Linked DNA regions of Mus musculus: region 2 is linked to region 1. The links are chromatin contacts, called in public promoter capture Hi-C maps. All regions are on one chromosome and are shown on one strand. The core of a region is the stretch at or near the end of the contact, and the rest is flanking DNA. Distances in the headings are between cores, read along the strand shown. Region 1 holds the start of Fer (fer (fms/fps related) protein kinase). Region 2 has its middle 21 kb from the start of Man2a1.

The links. Promoter capture Hi-C pulls out the DNA fragments that hold promoters and counts their contacts.
Region 2: a contact with region 1 is called in a promoter capture Hi-C map of hippocampal neurons, with 6 times the contacts expected there. The contact joins the enhancer-like site here to the promoter of Fer in region 1. A contact is called at or near these places in 3 of 39 promoter capture datasets (the 3T3-L1 cell line, the C10 cell line and hippocampal neurons), 1 of 115 datasets of contacts at active chromatin or transcription factors (bone marrow-derived macrophages) and 1 of 9 other capture datasets (adipose tissue).

What each region holds. Positions count from the first base shown.
Region 1 is chr17:63,860,040-63,866,270 of GRCm38.p6, reverse strand. Fer (fer (fms/fps related) protein kinase) reads right to left here and starts at 2,290. Exons shown (of 19, transcript NM_001037997.3): 1 at 2,216-2,290.
Region 2 is chr17:64,577,451-64,583,681 of GRCm38.p6, reverse strand. No RefSeq gene overlaps it. Among named protein-coding and RNA genes, the nearest start is that of Man2a1, 21 kb to the left of the region's middle. Within about 2 kb of position 3,766, at least 48 of the 459 cell types and tissues checked have an H3K27ac peak or open chromatin away from gene starts, as enhancers often do. A contact at or near this core is called in hippocampal neurons, where this site is marked.

The DNA of each region.
Region 1 (6,231 bases), core at 1,041-3,540:
TAAGTCCTAATGAAATACTAGTAAGCAAAGTCCAGGAATTGGTTCTAAATTAGTTGACTTTTTTTTAAGTTCACATTTGCAAACTTTTTCCATCACAAAATACACTGTTCCAAACAGTATGTATAAGTACCTAGATTATTCAGATACATTATCTGAACATTGAATGACTAGTCATCCCTTTGCCCTCCCTCCAAAACATGTGCAACATGGTGCACACCTACCATCTACACAAATCCAAGCTTAAACAAAACTTCCATTTTTATGGCAAGTTTGTACATTATCTCTCCTGTGGCTACCAGAATGCAATTTACAAATCTGGGCCTGAGATTCAAATATACAGTCTTCCCAGTAGCTCACACAACCACACAGAGTAGTGCTTCCTGTAACTATGTTTCTATTGGTTTTTCCCGTTACTAATTAGTTTCACTATTTCTACTTCAAAACAAACAAGGACCTTACGGTATTTTTACTATCATTCCAGCTCCTCTGTTAGTATTTACTATGGGACAGCAATGTCAAAGGTACTACTGCCATAAAAGTAACACGTACAGCTTGCTCTGTGTAAACTGAAATTTTACTTGATGCTAGCAGAAAAAGTGTTCACAGAAAAGTTAGAGCCACATGGCAACTAAGAATGAAATTCAAGAATTCTGTCTACAAAACCCTAGATTATTTCTCCCACACAAATGACTTCAACCTCTGAAGTAGAGTAGAAGCTGGATAGTACATCATCTTCGCTAGTGTGTATTAATACTGTCAATGCAGAAAAGAAACAGATCTTTGCCAAAGGTCTTTTATGGAAGAGAACCGAAAGTGATTCCCAGAATGCCTATGTACTCTGAAAACATCCCCAGGACCTTTGAAAGCCCTCAACTCTAGGGCTATCAGAAAATCTTTTCTTGGCTGTAAAAGGGACACTCAACCTTTTTACATCCTTTGGCTCTTCCACACACCATTATAAAGCCTACACAGGTGTGTATATAAATAGTCCCTAAACCACACCATGTATTTTGCAATACTTTTCCTTTAAACCTGTTCTTATTTCACAGATGGACTGCAAAGTATTTTTTAGATGTTAACCACTAAAATACTGTGGGCCTTATCTTTAGATTCTCTGACATCAGACGTTTATATACGGTGACTTCAGGTTGAGAAGGTTCTTTCTGAAAAATGCCTGAAAACTCCTGTACATGTTGGAGTAGCATATGTTAGGGTGACCGTGAGACCATTGTGAATATATACAGCTTCTTCCGAAGTAAAAGTATCAAAAGCCTCATTGCTCTTACGTCATAAGATATTGAAAATGAAAGGCTGCCCGAACAAACTGAAATTGCAATGGCATGCCCAACAAAAATCACAAATGCACAGAGTTCCAAGCGACCACCTCATGGAAACTTAATTGTTCAAAGGAGCCCTAGCTCTTACCAAAACTAATCTCATGAACTCCTTTCGGAGGGCTGATCTTAAGAGGAGTCCAAGGAAGACACAAAGGTGCCTCCAAATACCTCAGACCCCTAAAAAGCCCTTAGGGAAAAAATCACCCCTGACAAGTCCAGATGCCTCCAGAAGTCTCCCTGGGCCGGACTTCTGAAAGGCTGCCCTGAACCAAAGGGGCAGTGGGACGTGAAGCTGAAGCGAGGCGACACAGGGTCAGAGGGTCCTGATGAAAGGGGCTGCGGGAACTCTCGGGGCTGGGTGCCACAGGAGAGGGCGGCGACGGGTGAGGAGACCAGAAGGGGTGTGGGCACCGTGGGCGAGCGTCGGAGGAGCGCAAGAAGGGAAAGGGTGCGGGCTCCCCACCGCAGCAGCTCCCAACCCCGCCCCACGCCCCGCACACCCGCGACCCGCGACGGGGCGGGGCCAAGCGCCCGCCACGGCCGGCACCGCCCCCTCAGCCTCCGGGTCCCGGGCGGGTAGGAGGGGCGGGCCTGGCGGGCCGGGTGAGCAGCCCGGACCCAAGCCCAACCCGGAACGTTCCGTCGCGCGGGTAGGATGAGGCGAGTGTGACCCCGCAGCCCCGGCAGGGGACCGAGCTGGCTGAGGGCAGAGGAAGCGCCTCCGCACAGCCCGCGTCCGCTGGGCCAAAAGCCCGGCGCCCCCCTGCAGGCGGGAACGGTTACCCCCGCGCTGCGCTCGCCTTCCGGCCTCCTTCCCACCTCCCGGGGCGTTGCCCCGGGCAACGGTGCCTACGGACGGCGGCGTGAAACGCACCTACCTAGAACCTGACAAGCAGAAGCCCCTCAGACCCGGGAGCCAGTCGCCACCCGGCGTCACGGGGACTGCTCCAGCCAATAGGCGCCACCGTTGCGAGGCTCGACAGCCAATCCCGCTACACTCCGGTCTCCGGGCACCCCGAGAGTTTAGCCAATGAGAAGGAGCAAGGGGCGGGCGCTGCCACCGGCCCCAACCCCCTCTTCTACAACCTCCCAGGAGGCGGGCGCGGCCCATTGGCTCGGACCCGCGAGGGGCGGAGCTCAGCGAGTGGGCGGAGGCTGGAGTTGCGGGCGTGAGGAGGCGTGGGCCGTGGCCACCGCCCTGCGTGCTGTTTCCCGTCGAAGCTTGTTCTTGCGGTCTCTCGCGTAGAAGATCCCGCTTCTCCGAGCCCAGCCGTCGGCCTGAGCGGTGGGATGGGCGCGGAGACCGAGGGAGCCTGACAGGAAACTCCGGAGACTCGCGGGGCCAAAGCCGGGAAGTAGCCTGTCCGGGTGATAAGCTGAGGCCGCCCGGAAGGGTCAGCCCCGCGGCCCTGCCGGAAAGGAGGTGTGACGAAACGTGGAGCGCCCGCGGGGGACCGGCGAGGGCCGGCTCTCCTTCCCACCCCGAGCTGGCTGTGCAGCGAACTCTACCTTCCCGCGCTCTGCTTGCGTGTGCTGTAACGTGGATTCCTTTAAATCGGCTTTGCGTTTCTGCGGTGTGCTCAGAACTGCCTTTCCCGCTCCTGTGCCTGCAGTGTCAGACGCTAACGAGCTGACATTCTCTGGAAACATGAGGATGCTCTGCAAAGAGAGCCGCGAGTCCTGGGAGCGGTCCCCTCGAAAGTACTTACCTCTAGGAAAGTCTAGAAAGCGAGGGCCTAAACTGATGTGTTCTTCCAGTGAGGGCTGTTTTCCGAAGCGCTCCTTTGCCAATTTGGTACAAAACAGGAGTAAGGTGGACCTGAACAGATCTTAGTAGGTGATCTGGAGCTCTGTGATAGGTGTTCATGGAGCGTCACTCTCGGGATTGCTGTAGCACGCTTTTTAAGGCAGTGTCCTCTTGTACGTGAGCTCAGCCACATTCACATTCGTCGCCTGCAACAAGTCTGACAGCTCCATTTCCCCTCCCACCCTTAAACCTTTGAGTTAGATTAGAGCCAAAGAAGAATTAATACTTTTTAAAATTCTAAATGGTTATTCACTTAAGTCAGTTTCAAAGACCAAGAAACCAAAACATACTTTAAGGACACAGATATCTTACAGTTGAAAATGGATGAGAGTCTCTCCCCCTTTTTCTCAGAAAACAATTATAAAGTTCTCTTGTCAGATTTATGGTCCAGGAATATCTTTTTCAAGAACGTGGAATGCACAAGAGTTGTGAATCGTTGTTAGAGCACTTGAAACCTTAGATGAACCTCAGCCAGGCTATGGGAAGCCACTAACAAACCTGGGAGTCGGTGTTTTTCTAAGTTCACAGATAGCAGAAGTTCACCTTATCACCCAGTTTCTGAGAAATTCTAGAACTCCAAATTTTGAAACTACCTCAGGCATAAGGATTGCCTTTTCTCTTAGCTAACTCTGTTGGCCACCCCAACAAGTCCACCATAGATGTGACAAACAGAGCCAAGTAGTCTTACCTGAGGACTAGTTATTGTTCAATATGAAAATCTAAATAATGGGTTGTATCTACTCATCTATAAAGAAGGGTGAAATTCATGTCTTTGCAGTTTCTTAGGTAATGCCTGAGACATATATGCACATTCTGTTTTAATGCCTATTTAACAATAAAAGTGTCTGACTTCTCTAACACTGCCTTATCTAGGAACTCTAAACTTCGTTTTTAATAGAATCAAAAATGATAATTTTGTTTGTATTTTATAGTTCTGTAATTAAATGCATAAATAGCCTATCAAATGCAAGTTAGTTTTCAATAAGCAGTAAATGTTATATGTATCAATATGGGTGAAATAAATAAAATAAAACTTTGTGCTTGTATTAAATGGTTGGGAAAACCATGACTTTGGCATTGCTTTACCAAGCATACCTTTATCAAGAACCTTAGGCTTCCTTTCTTTATAAAAGAAAAAAAAAAAATAAGATAATGTCTGATGAGTTAGTAAATTACAAATTTGCAGAATATAGCTTTAAGGGTACAATAAAAATAGACTTCTATGGTACAGTGTGTGTGTGTGTGTGTGTGTGTGTGTGTGTGTGTGTGTGTTTACATATGAGAATAGAATCTACCTACCCTGAAGCACTAAGAACTTTTCAGTTCTATAATGAAATTCCCCCATATTCAGTCAAGAAGCAAAAGCTACCCACCATATGTCAGGCATCATGCTATGCAATGCAACTGGGGGTAAATAACACCTATCTGTATTGTTTCCCCCTATAAGTATCACTTTGCAATGAAACACATTTAACAAACATTTTTTTCCACTTCCAAAAATTCTGAGCAAGTTTCTTTGTATCTTGTGTGAGACAATACAGGAGAATGAGGAAAATAATTTCCTGTCTAGGTGATCCAATTACTAACAAATGATTTAATAGATCTGTTTTCTTCCATTAAAGTTAAATTTTAGATCTGTACCCGAAACTGCTGTGATTTGTGAAATGCCACAGAATTACCTATCTGTAAGCGAACAACTCTTCAGTGTATAATCCATACAGATCAAATACGAAGTTTATATTTTAATTAAGTAACTTTCCTAAAACATTAGCATAATGTGAACATTAAAACTAGCTAATTGGTTTAAATATATTTTTTTAATTCTTCCCTTTCTTTTGGTTAGCATCATTCCTCACCCTATCTTTCTCCCTCTCTTGTTTTCCTGTAAAAATTTCACATAGGCTTGAGGAATCTTGGCTGTGTGCCAGCTTAGTTCAGCAAGTCCCAGATCTGTAATCTCTGCCTCTCCTCTCTTTTCAGCCAGCTCCTTTCATCTGTAACTGTTCTCTTGCTCGGGTTCTACACCTAACCGTGTGCACACACCACTCCTGAAGCAGATGTGGCGGTGAGGGAGACAGAACAGAAATGGTGTCTATCTGTATTCGGTGCATGCTACACAGTCTATTTTCACAGGATATAAACTTCATCGATTCTGAAGCCTGTTCGCTTAAATGAATACTTTCAATACAGGTCACGTTTGGGTGAAGTTCAAGATGTGTGTTGTCTGGACTTTCCAAATTCAAAATGCCTATATGTGCCTTCCTCTGCGTTAACAAATCTGTATATGAAAAATCAGGAGAGCAGAGGGAAGAAAGAGAGGAAGAAAGTTCTCTGTAGTCTTCAAAGTCAATGTCAAATCCATTAAGAACACTTCCTAACTGTCCCTCCCAGACATTGTGTCTCTTGGTTCTTCTGGCTTTCTGTTCTCCACAGAGAAATAACTACCACCAACATCCCTCATCAAGACTTGTCCTCTTAAAATGCCCACAGACCACTCAAGGTCCGCTCCTTAATTAAGCCATTCTTCCTCAGGATTTACCTGCCCTTCCTTCCATTCCCTTATGGTCCTTTGTGCCTCCAAAGACAAGGCTAGAACATGTGCTGGAAAGTGCTGACTTTCCCATGTGATCATCTCAGGGCCTCATAACAAATGCACACTACCAGACTCTCTCCCAGAGATTCTGACCAGGGAAGGTCTGTGACAAGTTTTAAAGAAAGTCTGTGCTTAAGAGACCTGTCAATCTGCTCAACAAGGTGCAGTGAGCTGAGGCTCTATCTCTAGTTTCTTGCTGCAGCAAATAAACATAGGTTCATGTCACTGCGGTTCCAGCTGTCAGGTATCACTGAATGCAATAGCAAAACCAGAAGCTGGAAACAGAATTAGTTGGGAGTCAGTGGAATCTAAGAAGTGTGTAGACCAGACTCTCAGATCACTTCCTCCACCAAGTTACTTAGGAATGAAAGTGTTTGCTCCCTAGTGAGTCTGAGCTAGAAAGATGGCTGAACACAGGAGTGAAGGACCTTCCAATATAGTAGAAGACATCAGCACAGAGCAACATACTTAGCCTCTGCAATGGCAGGCTCCAG
Region 2 (6,231 bases), core at 2,517-5,016, 720 kb before region 1:
CAGAGGCAGGCAGATTTCTGAGTTTGAGGCCAGCCTGGTCTACAAAGTGAGTTCCAGGACAGCCCGGGCGATACAAAGAAACTCTGTCTCGAAAAACCAGAAAAACCAAAAAAACAAAAAGACCAACCAACCAACCAAACAAACAAACAAACAAACAAAAAAACTGTACTGGGCTGTATGAGGGTTACTAACCACATCTATATAACAGCTAAACTAATACTATCACTGATGTTTCCATAGAAAAGGGCTACACATAACATTAACTGTTCCACAAGGCTGATTAATGTATTAGAACTGCAGTGATTGAAGTGTTAAACTGATAGAGGTGTAGACCCAATTACCTTGGCTTATGTTAGCCCCTTAAATAGACATTTATTGCCCAGTTCTGTTTGGCCTAACGCCCTTCCCATCATTAGCTGAAACCTTTTGTACAAACAGACCCCTAACCTCCACCTACTCAACCAAAAGTTAAGAATGCATCAGATGGTATCTGAAGCCCAAAGCCGAGCCTCCCTGCTGGGCTGTAACTGGACCATAGGCATTCAGTTTGGGCTCCATAATAAGTACTTTCTTCTTTCCTTAGAGATAGGAGCTGTGTTTGGAGCATCAAGACTACAATCCCCAAGTTCTCTCAGCCATACTCCCGTTGCTAGCTATATACTACAAAAGTCAACAAACCGCTTCAGGATAGGAGCTGACGTGCACTTCCCTGGAAGGACATTTTAGGGAGAACCTGCTCCTGACTGAGGCATGCTCAACAGTTGTCAGTAAGGAGCAATAAAACAGACACTGTCTCCATCCACCCTGGAGCTCTCTCTGACACTGCCAGGGCTAGAGCATCTTCAGGGAGTATTGCTTTGATGAAGCAGATTCAGGGAGCAAGGGACTCCAGGGCTTAAAAGATGGACATCGACGTTGACTTTGGGGCAAGATAAGCAAGACTTTCTGAGGAAGAAGGAATCTAAACTAGGGCCTTTACCGTAAGGAGCTAAAAGCAAATATGAGCAGGGGAATGTCCCTGAAAAAGGAGTAGTCTGCGTGAAGCCTCTGGATGAGCATGGATTATATCAGGTTTGAGGAAATGTAAAAAAGGGACAGGAAAACTGCTTTCTCTACCCTTTCTGTCTCTTAGGCTGTGAAGCAAAATTTCCTCTTCTTCTTCCTCCTCCTCTTCCTCTTTCTCCTTCTCCTCTTTCTCTTCCTTCTCCTTCTCTTCCTTAAACATTTTATCTAAGATGCTGAGCATTGGAGAAGAAAGAGGCAAGGAGTCATTTGAGCAGAGTTCCAGAAGCCAGCTATAACTAATAACTCCCACCTCCCATATCCCACACACTCCCACACAAAGAATGTCTGTAGGCAGTATCCTTTGACTGACAGCAGCCAAATGGCTGCCCTGAAGAAGAGGCAGGCACCAGGCACCAGGCACCAGGCACCAGGCACCAGGCACCAGGCACCAGGCACCAGGCACCAGGCACCAGGCACCAGGCACCAGGCACCAGGCACCAGGCACCAGGCAGGGGTTACATCAGCATCATTTGATTCAGCCCCGGCATAAGCCTACGCCTTTCCTCCTGTTCATACTTACATGACAGAAATTTGCTAGATCTGCCTGAGATGATGAGTTTTGTCCATCTGCTTGAGGGCCAGGCTTTAAAGAGCCCCGGTGTTGTTACTACCAGACAATAAATTATGAAAGCCCTTTTTAGTAAGAAAATAAAAGTCCCCCAGTGATTGCTACCCCTGCCCCTGGCTAGCATTACCTAATGTGGCATTAGGTAATAGAAGGATAATTCAACTGAATGAAGTTATGGTACAAAAGCCAAATAAAAGAGCTAAGAAGAAATGCACTTCAGAGAGATGCAATACACCAGCTATGTGTTGCCCCTCATACAACAAGTGACTTGGGCAAGGCTCCATGATATATTTCTTTCAGAAGCTGAAATAAGCCAAAGATATTCACTAACCACAGAAGAATTTTTCTTCAGGACCCCAAGTTTTTCCAGAAAATTATTCAAGTAAGAGCATTTGTGGTGGTTGTTGTTTTCTGCAATATGATCAAGCTGACCGAAAACATGGGTGCCCTACAGCAATCTACCCCAAGCAAACCATCTCCATGAACTCCCCCCACCCCTGCACCTCCCGAAGATCACCTTGATATGTTGGAAGAGATTTTCTAACTGAACACAGGTAATATGTCAGTGGCTCAGATCTCAAGATAAAATGCTCCATTCACATCGAGCAGCGATTAAATACGCAGGGCATGAAATAAGCAGCAAGCTTGGCTTCGAAGCCATCTTGCAAACTGTATGCCATCCAAGTCAGACCATATGCCTTTAAATCTAGATGGCTTCGTCTCCAAGAGAAATCTAGCTGCTGCCTCAGCACCAGCATGGCAGGAGCCTTCAGCTGAGGGAGAGAGGCAGTTCAAGGCAGCCTGAGAAATGCCTGCTAACAGGTGTGCCCGCATAACAACTAACAACTAACAACTCTTAGCCATCTCATTTGGGATGACTGTTCTGTTCAGTCAACAAAAACCTTCAAACTGGCAGCTCAAACCAACGTTGCCCTTAAGTAGCTCACTGTGACATCTGGGGTAATCTTTGTCTAGGAAACTTCACCACTACTTTTCCCCCTGACCTCTTCAAAAAGAAAACTCCTCCAGTTGGCATTTAGTCGAGGCTCTGCCCCACAGTTACCTGGCAACATCCAGGTGTGCCTGACTCACTATAAAGGGGGCTGCTTGCCCCTCCTCTCTTTCTTGCTGTCCTCTTACTCCTGTTCCCCCCTCCTCATCCTCCTCCCCCCACCTCTCTCCATGTGTTCATGGCCAGTCTCTCTCTCTCTCTCTCCTCCCCCCCTTCTCTCAGATCCCCTCCCCATACCCTGAATAAACTCAAATCTGGAAGGGATGCCTCAGCATGGGCCAGCAGAGGCACCCCCTTCCCCCACACCTTATAGCACCTCCACCAAACATATTCCTTCTCTGCTTATCTTTTTATAAAACACAACACCACACACACACACACACACACCCCTACTCCACATAGGGACGGGCCTACCCCTGTGCCTGACCCCTAAGCATAGGGTGCAGGCCAGCCATGAACATGTGACAAGAAGACCAATCTGAGCCCAGATACGAGAGGGAGTCTTTCACCCTTGGGATTAACTGAGTTAGGAGAGTGGGACCACGAGTATTCTGGTGGTCTTCTTCCCATCAGATGAGGCGTTTCAGTGGACAAACACCATCAAGAATGGAAAGGAAAAAAAATGACTGGGAGGGAGGGAATGGGGGTGAGTGCAAAACAGAGTCCCAAGGGCACTGCAGAGCTCCCAAGCCTGTTGGTAGCTCAAGTATCCGGATGAGCCAAAGATGAGTTAAACAGCTCCTGGCAACATAGGAGAGGCTCAAGAAATGTTACCAATAGTCCACTGTTTGTTCTCCTTGTTTGATACATTAAAGCCATCCTATCTTGTCTCTCTCTTAGCAAAGCCAGTGAGACAGAAGGGAAGTAGATAGGCCTGCTGTCCTACCTCAAAGCAGAGCTCCCCCGAGTCTCATAGATGGTGGCTGTAGCCCAAAACATCTTGTCCCACTGTGCTCACACACTCAGACTCACACACTGGTCCCACCATAATCAAGGAAAACGTTTCGGTTTTGTTTTTTTTTTTTAAATGACACCTCATTTCCTGGAAGAGGAAGGAAAAGAATTAGTTAAACCCGAAAGTGGAAACCGCGGCAGGAAGTGGGTTACATAAGCACTTGACAGGCATGTGGTTTTCTAAGGCTATGAAGCGCCAATCTGTGCTCACTTGGCTGTTGGCCAGCCGCACCATCCTAGGAAGCAGGCAAACTAGAGTGTTAAAAATACAAAATTTATCAACTTGACAGTGTTGAACCTCATGAAAACAAGAGATCGTGGCAGTAATTAGTGTTAAATATTAATTGTGATTTAAAATTCAATTACTATAGGACAAGTGAGACCATCATTAATGATGGTGTCTGCAAAATATACATCTTGTCACCTCTATACATTTGGGCAGATAAACCATTTGCTTGTACAATAAATGCTATTGGTTGATGATCCAATTCGGTTATTTTTGTCATACAATCTGTGTGGTACAAAAGTCTTAAAGGTAATTCCTAAGATCTTATGTTTGTGATATTTTCAGACTCAATAAGCAATGCCATAAAACTATACAATTTAGAACTGAAATGGATCTTACAGGCAAAAGAAACTAAGGTGGAGAGAGGATTAATGTACTGGGAAATGGCAGGGCTGGGACCTCACGTCGTGTGTCCTTGATTTCAGCTGGACATCTCTCTTTTATACCCTATCTCGAATAAGCCATAACACAGAACATTAGTGACCTAGAGGAAAAGATTCCTAAAGTCAACTTGTCTAACTTGTTCATTTACAGGTAAAAAATGGGGCTCAGAAAATGAGGTTCCTGAAAAGGAGCCAAGCTAAAAATATTGATTTCTACAACAGTGTAGAAACATGTTCATCAAAAGGCACAAAATATCCCACCATTTAATTTCTGCAAGAGTGGGGGGGGGGATGACAAATACCCCAGCATTCCTAGGAAATTCCTAGTGATTTGCCAGGCCAGTTAGGAAGATTTGTGAGAGTCACAGAGTCTCACAGTCAAGCAAGTGCATGATCGAATATAAACAGCTGAGCTAAAAACTAGAACCTCCCACAGGCTTTTGGTGTCTTCCTTTTTGTCCATACCCACTTAGATATAGAGACTGCAGCTATTTCTGAAAGTAAAACTTGCCTGGCTTCAGCTAAATAAATAAATAAAAAACAAACAAATAAATAATAAATGTTCTTAAATAGCCCAAAATATCAAGTTCCCATTCTGGTTGAAGCTCTTAATAGTTCTGCTCTGGGGCTGTGGGGTTAAACTCTGCGTTTATCTGTGCATCTCTGCCTCTTTCCATTTCCATATAGGATATGTGTGACAAGTGGAGATTCCCGAAGACAGTCTCAGCTCCCTCCACCCCACCTCCTCTCCCCACTCCTCCCACCCCCGCCTCTGAAAATTAGTGGAGTTAAGTCATTCTATCTAAAGAAGAGAAGGAAGATTAGAAGCAAGCCCAAGAGTTGCCTGTCCGCCTACAGGAGAACATTAACATTGTTAATGTGTTGGAGGCTTGGCTTGACTCCCCAGGGAAATGGTTGGTAGAGGCAGAAAATGTTTCAATCCTATCTTAGCCAGGGGGAAGGGCATACTGGTTACTGTTTGTTTTATCTTGTTTTCCTTTGCACTATCTCAAAACCTCTCGGTTTGGCATTACTAACAACAAAGAACAAACAAATGTCAAATCAGATTAAGGAGGAATTACCAACTGCTTGCTCTCTTCAAGCTTCCTGCTAAAACCCTACCAGATGTTCAGAAAATAATACTGTCCTTGCCCTTAAAGAGTTCATGGACCTGTTAGAACAGGATACTTAATAACAAAAGTGTCCCATAGATGTGTTGCTTTTGGGTAGCAAGGAAAGAGCAGTAGTTGTGAGTAAGGAGATAGCCCCGGCCCCAGGATGAAGGGAGTCCCTTTGAGCTCCCTGTGACTTAAACAGTTTTATTTTGTTTACTTGCTTTCTTTCACCTTCAAGGACCAAAACTCTTCCTGTGACCTTCACAGTACATCCTCACATCCTACACTCCTAGTCTTTTGTATTGGAAAGCAAGATGCCCAAAGTCTTGCAGAGATGATGAGAAGGAGCCCGTTCTTCATTTCTTGCTTAACACACTGTTGGCACAGGGAACAAAGAGACTCTGGCCAAACCCTCCTTTGATCCTGATGCTGAGCGATTAGGTTGAAATGAAATGTGAAGTCATTGATCTTTCATTCTTTGAGAACGAGATGGTGGCTGTGTTGCTTGTTTTTTTATTTTTCTATTTCCTCGCTCTGTGTACCTTGGTCTTTTATACAAATAGTTCCCCTGTTGGGCTACCTTATTTGTTCTTCGGTTATATTCTGATTTGCCTGAGTCTTGAGTAAACAAAGCAGGCTGCAGCCACCTCCTTAAACAAAGAATAATAGTCAATCAGTCTGTTAATCCCTGCTGGGGCAGTAGATGCATCTGCCAGCTCCATTACAGGATATGTTAGAGTTTCAGGCACGGAGCTTGCAGACATGTCAGTCCATGATCTTGTAAAGTCCTAAATAAGGTTTTAAACCTTTCAGGGTCTGGCTCTCCTCACCTCTCAAACAGGGATGAT